Regions from separate parts of the Mus musculus genome. Here region 1 is linked to region 2. The links are chromatin contacts, called in public promoter capture Hi-C maps. All regions are on one chromosome and are shown on one strand. The core of a region is the stretch at or near the end of the contact, and the rest is flanking DNA. Distances in the headings are between cores, read along the strand shown. Region 1 holds the start of Ascl4 (achaete-scute family bHLH transcription factor 4). Region 2 has its middle 38 kb from the start of Cry1.

What was found. Promoter capture Hi-C pulls out the DNA fragments that hold promoters and counts their contacts.
Region 1: a promoter capture Hi-C map of hippocampal neurons shows a contact between it and region 2, with 4 times the contacts expected there. The contact joins the promoter of Ascl4 here to the enhancer-like site in region 2. A contact is called at or near these places in 9 of 39 promoter capture datasets (the HPC-7 cell line, cranial neural crest, embryonic stem cells and 6 more), 2 of 484 Hi-C or Micro-C datasets (both in cortical neurons), 6 of 115 datasets of contacts at active chromatin or transcription factors (astrocytes, bone marrow-derived macrophages, embryonic basal ganglia and 3 more) and 1 of 9 other capture datasets (embryonic stem cells).

The regions. Positions count from the first base shown.
Region 1 is chr10:85,925,920-85,931,721 of GRCm38.p6, forward strand. Ascl4 (achaete-scute family bHLH transcription factor 4) reads left to right here and starts at 1,483. Exons shown (of 1, transcript NM_001163614.2): 1 at 1,483-3,730. The coding sequence starts at 2,572. The coding sequence ends at 3,006.
Region 2 is chr10:85,219,886-85,226,130 of GRCm38.p6, forward strand. No RefSeq gene overlaps it. Among named protein-coding and RNA genes, the nearest start is that of Cry1, 38 kb to the left of the region's middle. Within about 2 kb of position 1,311, at least 21 of the 459 cell types and tissues checked have an H3K27ac peak or open chromatin away from gene starts, as enhancers often do. A contact at or near this core is called in cortical neurons and hippocampal neurons, where this site is marked.

The sequences.
Region 1 (5,802 bases), core at 233-2,732, 710 kb after region 2:
AGCAATAGACACACTACTGTGGACAGGGAAAGCCCCTGAAGCCCCAGCCCTCCCCAGGGAACTACAGGCTACTAAGGATGAGACATAATCTTCCCCCAGAGAAAAGCACACCAACTGGTTATCCAACACCTCATGGTCAGCCCGGAATGCACATCTACAGGTAGCATTATGCAGGCCTTGAACTTGCAGCCATCCTGCCAAGGCTCCCAACAGAGCTGGGATTGTATAGGTAAGCAGCCCAACAGAGCTGGGATTGTATAGGTAAGCAGCCCAACAGAGCTGGGATTGTATAGGTAAGCAGCCCCAGGCACACCCCTGGTCTCCTTTTTAACTCACTACAAATGCTGTGCTTGGTGTGTGTCTGTAGTTACGTATAAACCTGTAGTGATGCATTTCTTTCTGTGGATCAAAGGCGGTGGCATAATAAATATGCTGTGAATTATAATCATTCCTTCCCCAAACACTTGAGTGATTTATGCTTCCACCCTCCTACAAGTCCTCAACACGGGCAGTTGTTAGTCAGCCTTTATCTGCTTTTATTTTATTTTATTTTATTTTATTTTATTTTATTTTAATATAAAAAACAATCCTGACTGGCTTAGAACTTGTTATGTTAACCAGGCTGGCCTGCCTCTGTCTCTCCAGGGCTAGAATAAAAGGGTGTGCACCCCCACACCTGACTTGCAAGCTTTTTCTTTTTTTTTTTTCCTCTTCCCCCAACCCCCACTTGCAGGCTTTTTTATTTGTTGTCAATCTGGGAAATAAAAACAGATCTATGTCATGTTCGTTTTCAATTATCTCATTTTCTCTTGTCACTCTTAGCAAGGAAGTTCAAAATCTTTGACCTGGCCCTATGAAGGAACTCATGGTCTGGGAGTCTACCCTGGCGAATAGGAATGCTTTCTCAACTAGTGCAAAAGTGATGACGTAAGAACTCATGGTGCCACAGGGAGTTGTTTGCCAGTATAAGCCCATAGGGAGCTACATCTAACATGGGACAACTGATACCGAAAAGGAATAATTATTTCTATTTCATTTGCCTCGATGCAAATTTCCAATTGCTTCAGGCTGATCAGTTAGACTGTAAACTTTAGTAAATATAGAAGCAGAGGGCTCCTTTAAAAAAAAGAAAAAAGAAAAAAAAAACCCAACATGTTAGGGCAACACCCTAGCTTCCAGAAAAGAGTCAAGTCTGGTTGTAAATTCAGGGGGTTTTGCCTCTCGTTTTTAAGTTGGACTTTTCAAGTAGAAGATGCCTTTAATGTGTTGGTTTGCAGGAAATCTGATTTTTCCATGCGATAACACTCTTTGACATTAACCAGTATAGTTGGATTTTTAATGACACTTTCATCTTCAAAGCCCTTTACCAGCACAGATGGATTAATTATTCATTTGTGTGTGTGGTGGTGGTGCGGGGGGGGGGGGGGGGGAGGGGGGGGCGGGGCCCTGAGTGTTAAAAAGACAAGCCTTCAAAGCCAAATCCTTTCTCCTTGGGATTGGGGCTCTCTTCTTTTCAAATGTTGTTTTCCAGTCCTCTGGGGAGGAAATAAACTTAATGATGAGTACAATAGGAAAATACTTCGTGCTATGGGAAGATATTGTTATATCCTGAGTGGGATTAGAAGAGGTTGGGAGGCAGGACTAAAGGTGTGTTTACAGTAAGCACTCCGAGAAATAACTGGCTAAAAGTGTTTGTTACTGTTCGGGCTTTTGATGTGTTTTTACAGAGCAGCAGAAGCACAAAGGGCCCCGCGTTAAACATACCTTAGAACACAATGTGCGGATCCTTACATTCGATGCTAAAGTACATATATTTTGTTCTTGATTCCTTTGAAAAGTGTCTAATTTGGTTTTTAAAGATTCTATTTCGCAGAAGAAAACCTCGGGCTTCCCCGGAGGTCCAAGGAGGACTTGACACATCGTCTAACCACAAGAGAGCAGTCTTCCCTTTGATGAGCGCTTCTTCTCCACCTCCCCAGAAATGAAAGAGCAGAGAGGTATGTTTGCAAACACTCTGAAAGCTCTTTCCATCAGACCTGAACGCCGGAAACCACAAAGGGCAGTCAAGTTTGGATTTTCAAGGAGAACGCCGGAGTAAACTTTCGCTCTGTTGGCCAGCCGATCAGCCAGTGCCTGGGGAGGCTCTCTGCTCAATTCCTGAACAAGTTCGGGCTCCCGGATAGCCACACTTGCTGACCCAAGGAGTGAATTACAACAATTGGGCAGCTTTGAAAGATCAATCTGCTTAGAGTGCGACCGTCTATCCAGGCTGGGAACCCTATGTTAACTCTTAAACTAAGATCAGAGGAAGCACATGGATACAAGCGTTGATGAGGCGAGCCCTCTATCTTTGCCCCTTCTTCTCTGAAGCTTTATAAAGACCCAAGAAGAGCAACCTGCTTCGGAAATCATGCAAAGTTCACTCCAAGTGTGCTCAGGTACCTAACTTCTGGACCTAGAAACTTCTCCAGAGACAGACCGGGAAGTCTGGATGGACCAGAATCTCCGCTACGACAGCTTCCAGTCTCGTCTTCAAGGTGAGAGAGTCATCTGCGTGCTTTTTCGCAGAGAATGGAAAAACGCAGATCGGCCGGACTGCTTGCCCTGCCGTCCGCGCTACGTACAGCGCCGCTGGGCGCGCTGCCCGGGAGGGAGCCCTGCAGGGTCTCGGTGCGCCAGGATGCCGCGGACTGCGCGCGGAGACGGCCGTACTCGTCCCTGCCGCTTGGGGGCGTCGCCGAGCCCGCCTTTTTGCGCCAACGCAACGAGCGCGAGCGGCAGCGCGTGCGCTGTGTGAACGAGGGCTACGCGCGCCTCCGCCAGCACCTGCCGCGCGAGCTGGCGGGCCAGCGGCTCAGCAAGGTGGAGACGCTGCGCGCCGCCATCAGCTACATCAAGCAACTGCAGGAGCTGCTGGAGCGCCACCGGCCGGACTGCAACAGCGATGGCGAGTCCAAAGCATCCTCCGGAGCCTCGCCCTGCAGCGAGTCTGAGGAGCGTAGCTAGCAGCATCCTAGCCCACTGGGCTTTCATGGTTGCTTCTCCGGGCCTAGATCTTTAAAACAAAACCAAAAACCAGAAAACAACTAAGTGCTTCTGGATCTAGGAAAGAAAGGTAATTGAATGTTTAGAGAGTTTGGTTTTTTTTTTTTTTTTTTTTTTTTGTCCCCTTTCACCTTCATTGGTTCCGAGTTTGCAGCTTAAAAATGCTTAAGGAAACTCAATTCTCGTATTTTTGAAGCACAGAAGGGCCATCTCAAATCTATGCGGTGATTTTAAAAACACAAAGGACTTTAAGAAACCTTAGCCAGAGAAGAAACACACACACACACACACACACACACACACACACACGAGACAGTCCTTCACGCGAGAGGAACATTCTCACTCATTCCTTCCAATTGGGAAATGCACTGGAAATCTCAACACCTCACTGAGGGTAGGACACTCCATAAGACATTTGTGGAGCATCTGCTGGACCTGAACGTCGCTGTGCTAAAAAGGACAATGCTTGACCTATCTTGCTTCGTCCGCAAGAGGTAGATCGGAAACTTTAGCAGCTAATAAAGTGCCGCGAAGTTAATGATCTTTTTGGAGGAGCTCTGAATGGCCATCTTCTCTCCCGGTTTCTGCCCACTGTTTCTCTTGCCCTTTTGTCTATGTGTTCCCCTGTACAGTTCTCATCCCGTCTAACCTTTGCTTGGAAAAAATAAAAAAGCAAGTATGCTTAGTGCCTTTTGGTGTTTGACACTGACTTGACAAATGGAAAGCAAATATGCACGGTGCCTTTTGGCATTTGAGCTGAATGGAGAGAGCTATGGACGATGGGGTTGGGTTGAACTTGCTACATGTCCGAGCCATTTGTCTTTGAAAGCTTTCTAGCGTGTTGAATATTTAACTATGGTCATTCCTTCTACCTCACCAAAACAGTTATGAATTCTGTAAAACCACTAGATGCTTGTTGACATCTGACGGTAAACTGATTTCTTTCTTTTTTTTCTTTTTTTTTTTTTTTTTTTTTGGTTTTTCGAGTCAGGGTTTCTCTGTGTAGCCCTGACTGTCCTGGAACTCACTTTGTAGACCAGGCTGGCCTCGAACTCAGAAACCCGCCTGCCTCTGCCTCCCGAGTGCTGGGATTAAAGGCGTGCACCACCACGCCCCCGGCTGTAAACTGATTTCTAAAGCTCCTGACCCCACCCATCTACCCCTTCTGTGGTGGTGGCAATTGAACCACAGGCTTAATACATGCTAGGTAAGTGCCCTCCCACTGGGCTATGCCCCAGCCATACTCACCTTCTAATCTCGTGAATTCCCTTTCTTTAGAGGAAGCTTGGCTTGAGAGGGATGGAGTGGAGGAGCACGGACTTTGGTGAGCACTCTCTAGGCGCCATCTCCTCACAAGGCCCCTTCCTGCCTGCCTCGTGATTCAGCGCCTATCTTTTCCTTATTAGAACGCTGTTAATCTTTCAATTCTGTCTTGTTTGATTCTCAAATATTTGTGGCCTGGGTGTTACACATGCATTTTGCTTAAAATTTAAAACAGAGTGTATCCTTTCTCTTGAGCTGAGCATGGTGGTGCCCACCTTTAGTCCCAGCACGTGGGGAATAGAGGCAGGAGGATCTTGCTAAATGCAAGGCCAGAGAGGTCTACATAGCCAGTTCCACGTGATGAAACTCTGTCCAGATGGGCCTGGTGGCACACACCTTTAATCCTAGCACTCAGGAGGCAGAGGCAGGCGGATTTCTGAGTTCGAGGCCAGCCTGGTCTACGAAGTGAGTTCCAGGACAGCCAGGGCTACACAGAGAAACCCTGTCTCGAAAAACAAAAATCAAAAAAAAAAAAAAAAAAAAAAAAGAAAGAAAGAAAGACAGAAACTCCGTCTAAAAACAAACCAACCCCCTTTTTATTTTAAGAAGCAGGGGGCTGGGGAGATGGTTTGGTAGTTAAGAGTGCATGCTGCTCTTTCAGAGGACCTGGGTTTGGTCCCCAGCACCCCCATGGTAGATCACAACCATCAGTAACTCTAGTTTTAGGAGATTGGATGTCCCCTTAAGGATTTCATAGACACTGGACACAAATGGTGGCTTTATATAATACCAGCAAAGCATTCATATAAAATAAAAATAAATATTTTTTTAAAAATGAGGTGAAAGAGATTTTATGCCTTGAGCCAAGTCAGTGTTGCCAGGCCTGGCTGAGCTGCATCCTTAGTCTGCCTGGCTTTGAGGCCCAGGGCAGCTTTCTCCTGTCCAGCGCTCCCTTCCATTGTTATTTGCTAGCCAATAACGGTGTTGTTATCTTCTTTCCTGCTACTTCACAGGAGATGTGGAGGTGTAAGGTACAAATGTTAAGTCAGTTGTGTTGTTTGGAGAAAGTCTTGTACTATTTTTCAAATGGTGTAGAAAGCCAGGAATACCCTATGCATGTATTCTACATGCATGCATGTATCTGAGTTTCTAAAGGGTAGAGTGACTATCTTATTTTAGGATTTAACCTTCAATGCTTTAGAGGACAGGACTCAATCCCTAGTATGTTGGATCCACCTTAAAACATGTAATTGCTAATAGTTATAATTTATAACCTGATGCTCCTGTGTCAGGCTAGGCAGAGACACACTGTAGGATGATTCACGGCCAAACTATTCCTTTTTCCTGAGAGCTGGGGCCAACCAAGAAGTGGAGGTAGATGCTTAACCAAGGAATGGAGGTAGATGCTTATAATCTCAGCTATCAGGAGGCTGAGGCCAGAGGACTGGGAGTTTGAGAACAGTCTGGGCTACACATTGGGACCCAGTCCCAAAC
Region 2 (6,245 bases), core at 61-2,560:
GCCTCCCAAGAACTCTTGCTGCTTCCTCCGTCCTGACGGCTTACCCAGGAAAGTGTTCTTATTTTCCCATCTTATGATTGCGAAGACGGAGCAACAGAGGACAAATAATTTCCCTTGCATCTTAAAGGATAGTGATGTAGAGCTGAGATTTAAATTCAGTTCTCTCTGATTTACTCACAATGCAAACTCATACACTTAAGATCATTGGAATTCCCCAGAGCCATCTTTTCTTGGAAAAGAGTATCTAATAGCATCTTTTAAGGCTGCTGGCCTTAAATGATCTTGCGTGATATGAGTAACATTGTTACCAGGATCTCAGTCTCTTCGAATGCCTTTTCCCTGCCTGGGTCACAGTGGAGTCAGGTGTAATCCTTTTTACTTAGGCCCCTCCCCTCTTCGTTACTAACCTCCTTATGTGTGTTTCACACAAAATTCTTCGATTAATTTGGGGGATAAACTGGCAGCACCAGGGAATCAAAACAGTAATTTTAGCACCCTGGAGGGGTAGCTGCTGAGGACATCATGTGGCAAGCCAGGGATGGTTGGGCAAGACAAGAGCGTGGAGCCCGTGTGGGCTGTTTCCTTCCTTAACCCCCCAGATCCAGGCAGGCAAAACATCTCATAAACAATCTCTTCCATGGGCTTCGCTGCCAGCTCGGAATGGGCTTGGAGTCTATTTGGCTTGCTTTTTAAAGAGGGTGTGAGTGAAACGCTGTCGTTTAAAACTGACCAGAACCCGTGCTATGAGAACAGGTGGACCTGAATTTGGAGCAAATTAAAGGTGAGGCTGAGTTTCAAAGCAAACACAACTGGAGAGCTTGTTTGACTTTAGAAAAATGTTCAATTACCCTTGGGATTCCTTAAAGCGGGATGTCCCTCGCTGCAATTAAAATGTAAATCTCCCTATTTAATTTTGGCTAGCACACATGACCCTTCAAGAATATGCTTGCCTTACCAAGTCAAGGAAGCTTTGTAAAGCAGAAGACAGATTTTCAGCAAAAGACCTGTTGTTTCTTATAAAAACTAAGGCCCAGAAAGCGCTTCTTCCTATTTTTTAATGGTAAAGCTACAATAGAAACCTCATTCATGAGAGAGATCTTGTTTTGAAGTATCATGTAAGACTCTTTTCTAAAACACACTGAGGTTGGTCGAGAACAGGTGCTTGTACAAGCCGAGGCTAGGCGTTGCTGCAAAACCCTGCACCAGTAGGTGGCGCTCTAAGAAAGAGATTACCTTACGGCAAAGGCCAACACCTTGGGGCTTGAAAGCAAAACTGCACTCCTCTCCTGTCTCTTTTTGAAGGCAAAGGCTTTGCTCGCCTCCTTGGAGAGTCTCAGGTTCCCTGCCCTGACTGTCCATCTCTGCAGCGTTATTCGCGCAGATCGGTACCCACAATAACATTTCTTTTAGAACTGTGGGGTAGGGAAGTGAGGCCACACCTGTTATGTAAGACCTTAGCTTGCAGCCTCTGATTCCCGAATCACAGAATGTATTAGCTATTTCGTCGTGTTAAATGAGGATGCTGAGACTGAAATGGAGAATCCAGACTGCCTATCTCCTTGCTTCAGGTTGCGTGCCTCCCAGCTTTTGGGTACGATGTTAGGAGCTTATGGAGGAGGAAATGATGGCAGCCACGTGTGGGGACAGAACGGCTTGTTTTAAAACGGACTGTTTTCCTCTGATTTTCTTTTTCCTCTGCTCTTCTAGTCGTGTCCTCCTAGCAGAACAGATGACAAATGTTAGCTAGTGAGTCTGTCTTAGGTTTCATTTCTGCCAAACTGCCATTTCCCTGATCAGCCACACTTGCTTGTATATAAACCCTGTATCGTGGATTCCCGTGTGCTTGGAAGCACTCCAGGAGGGAAGGGCATGGAAATGAACAAAGCAGACTCTGGCTCTTATAAAGGAAGGAGAAAATAAGTAAGCCAAGCATTTAGCACGTGAATGATGATTACCAGGGAGAAAACCCAACAGCAGCAAAGCAAAGAGAGCTACAGTGTTCAGAACAGCAGCAACTGGGTCAGAGAGAGGCTCATTGAGAGGGCCACCTAGTGATGAGGAAACTCTGAATTTAGAAACAGTAGGGAGACTACTAGATACTACTTGTGTGCGTGCACATGCGCGAGTGTGTGCATGAGTGTGTGCACGCGTGCTTATGAGTGTGCATGTGTGTTCACGTATGTGTGAGTGTATGTGTGCCTGTGTATGCACATGTGTGTCCCCACCTGTACCAATGCTTCTGCCGAGGGAGGCTCATGTCAAGCATGTCACGTTTCAGACTCTTTCATTCTGCCTGGATGCCAGCAATCAAGTCCCAGATGTTTCTGTCTCTCCTTTCCTAGGGAGATTAATCCATCCATCCCCTTTCCATGACTTTATCTCCATCCTCTGTGGTTATATGAACCATCACTTGCTTACGGAAGACTTAATAGCTAACAGTTACATATAACCAACTACAAGCCATATTTATCTTCCTGGGTCTGGGTTACCTCACTCAGGATGATAATTTTCTAGTTCTATCCATTTACCTGTGAATTTCAAGATTTCATTTTTTTTAATGGCTGAGTAATACTCCATTGTGTAAATTTACCACATTTTCTTTATCCATTATTCTGTTGAGGGGCATCTGGGCTGTTTCCAGTTTTGGGCTATGATAAATAGAGCAGCACTACACATGGCTGAACATGTGTCTCTGTTGTAGAATGAAGCATTCTTTGGGTATATGCCCAAGAGTGACAAGCTGGGATCTTGAGGTGGACCTATTCCCAGCTTCCTGAAAACTGCCATACTGATTTTCATAAGGCCTGTTCAACTTCACACTTCCACCAGCAACGAATGGATTTCTTCCACATCCTTGACAACATAAGCTGCCATTTGCTTTATTGTTGATGGCCATGCTGACTGGTGTAAGATGAGATCCCAAGGTAGATTGTTTTAACACTTCTCTGATAACTAAGGATATTGAATATTTCTTTAAGTGATTCCCAGTCATTCGAATTTCCTCTTTTGAGAATCCTCTGTTTAGATCTATACCCCATTTTTAAATTGGACTGTTTGCTTTCTTGATATCCATTTTTTTAGTTCTTTATATATTTTAGATATTGGCCCTCAATCCTATGCTTAGTTAGTAAAAACTTTACCCATTCCATAACTTGCTGCTTTTTGTCCAAATGATGATGTCTTTGCCATACAGAAGCTCCACAGACCTGTTTTGAAGCTCAAATCTGTGATAAGGTATATGGGATGGATCCAGTTCTTTTCAATGTGATACCATTCTGAAGTTTTATTTTTCTCATTCGATGCTTCCAACTATGCTATGTCATATTCCTTTCCCCCTGGGAAGGGCTCCTTCAGTGACTTCTTGGGTAGATTTAATAACTTTCTAGTTGCCTAGGTGATGTGGATACTCTTGTTTCAAAGTGTACATGACTGTTCCTTTCCATGACCCCATTGTCAGACTTGATTGACAGTTCTGTTCTTGGTCCCACACAGATGACTTTCTCTGTAGCCCCAGTGAGGTTGGAGTGGAGGGCCAGAGATGACCCTGAGACAACCTATTTTTTATTCCAGGGATCCTGGGCACATGCCTCATCTCTTCCCTTCGGCTCAGCCCGATTCTATCTAATGATAGTGGCAATCTCCTTGCAAGCACCGTGTAGTCTTTTCTATGTGGATGGCCACTCTCAGTTTTCATCCTTTAGGACCACGCCCCCTGGTTAACCTGGCCTAGAGGCCCTTAGAATGCCTGCTCAACTGTTTATGTTTATGTTGGTACCTCAGCTTTTTCCAAAGTCTTGTGTACCACTCTAGGGCCTCAGAGGACTGGGATAAATGGAGGCTTGTTCTGTCTTCTTCCTAGTCATATCGTAGTGTACTGTGGGCATTTTGTCTTCCTGTGGTTCTTCTACCAAGATGCTTCCCTTTAGTTATAGTAAGTAAGCAGTGTCCTTTTACCAAAGATCCTGAAATCTAAGGCTACACCCATGAAGCATCCTCTATTCCCCCCAGAATAGAGAGAGAAACAAAAAGGTTGATGTGCCATTTCTAGGTCTCTAGAACATTCTTCAAGAGGTCTTACCACATTATGCTTGCCTCGAGAGAAAAACAGAGTATTAGAGATTAAAAAAAAATCCAAGTCATTAGAGAAGGGGATGCCCTTCTTGTTGGGACAAGATAACAAGAATGTTATAGCCAGGGTGGTGGTTTAAATAGCAGAGGTTTAAATTTCACAGCCCTGGAAGTTAGAAGTTTGAGGTTAGTGTCCCAGCGTGTTTGGGGGTCCAGCGAGGACCATCTTTCGGGCTTACAGAGTGCTACCTTCTTAAGGTGTTTGGATCGCTTCCTGTTTTGTGAGGCTATGAATCCCATCAACAGGACCCTATCTTCATGGCATCTTTTAACCTGTTATCTTCTGAACACCCCATCTCCAACACCCACTACGTTGGAAGTTAGGGCTTGAACATAGGGCTCTGGGGAACACTGTTCATCCAGTCTGTGTCACTTAATGTTACAAAGGGGTTCCTGGCATATGGAAAGTGACATTTTCTTACCAATATACTGAACTACAATAATATCTTTTCTCCCTTACAGTAATATACTTTTCATACCATATATCTGATGTGAGGGGTGATTAGTTATAGATGAGGTATATGTGCTGCCTAGGGCCCTTTCAGAAATCCCTGCATGGGTGCCAATGAGCTCAATGTCTAGTAGCTCCTAGAAAGTTCCTTGAACTTAAAAATTTGGGCTGTCCAATGTTTTTTGGCTTTCAGCTTTGGACCTCAGCTTCTGGAAAACAACTTGAGCAACAACGTCATCTTGGAGTCTAGCTGCATGTTAGAAAGAACTTTCTATTACAAATGCACATTTTCACTCTTCTGCAGTGGCTAGGCAACGAGAATTAGCACAGTGAAGATGAAAAGTTTTATAATCCTGGATTATGGAAATAAACTGCAAAACAAATATACAATCTAGTGAGAGGTAGGGAACCTGGAAAATCACAGCTTCGACTGAATGCTCTGGGAAGCCATCGCTGAAAAGATGAGGTTTGAGCTATGACGAAAGTGGCAATATGGTGGGAGCAGAGAGCTTGGGAAGGCATATGTGAGTGTGTTGGCTTTCAGGAGGAACAGCAGATCTGTGTGGTCAGAGTTCAGGGAGGCAGGAAGTGAGGGCGTGGACGTGTGCAGGGTTTAAAGGCTATCTCAACAAGGGATTTTGTTTTAATGTACAAAGCGTGATAGCCATTCTTGATTGTCACCTTGATTGTCACCTTGGCTATATCTGGAATGAGCTCTAGCCCGGAAACGGAGAGCACATCTATGAGAGATTTTCTGCTTGGCTAGAATTGGGTAGTCCACTTCTAGTGTGGACCTTTGTGGTAGGAAGACACATACCTTTGATCTGGATCTTGAGGTGGAAAGACACATGCCTTTAATATGGTCCATACCTTCTGCTGGAAGTCTATGGAAGGACATAGAAGAAGGGCGGTTTTGTTTCTCACCTGCTTTCCCTCACCTTGCTAGCACGTCCATTCCTTCACTGACACTGGAGACGGCTTCTTTGGGATTCCAGTGGATACAGAAGAGCAGCTGAGACATCAGGTCTTATGAGACTGAGTGCCTACTAGACCCTCGGGCTTTCCATCCACAGCAGCAAACCACTGTTGGATTTGGTGGACTGCAGTCTTTTATTCCAATAAACCATGTGTGTGTGTGTGTGTGTGTGTGTGTGTATTCATGTATTCATTCTGTAAGTCCTGTGACTCTAGACACCTAACTAATACCTAAAGAAAGTCCACTGTAACTTTTTAAGGCACATAGGAGTTTCACTGACTAGCTTATCCTATAAAAGGTCTCCCTCCATAAATAAGGAGAACTGGCTGTGACGAGATATGATGCATTGAATGGTGGCCCGCATTCTAATCCCTGGAAGCTGTAAATGTGAACGTAGCTTTCAAGAAGCTTCTCTGCAGACATAGATAAGAAATTCAAAATGAGATAACGCTGGATCAGCCGATGGCTTCCAAATCCGGTAAAAAGTGTTCTTATAAAAGCCAGAAGAGGTGCCACATGGGGGAGAAGTCACTGAGAAGGTGAAGGCAGAGACTGGCATGGTGCTGTCACAGTTTAGGGATGCTTGGAATCACTAGATCTGATGATTAGTGTTTGTCAGCTTATCACAAACCAGAGAGTCATCTAGGAACAGGGAACCCCAGTGGAAGAATGTGCGTCATTAAGTTGGCC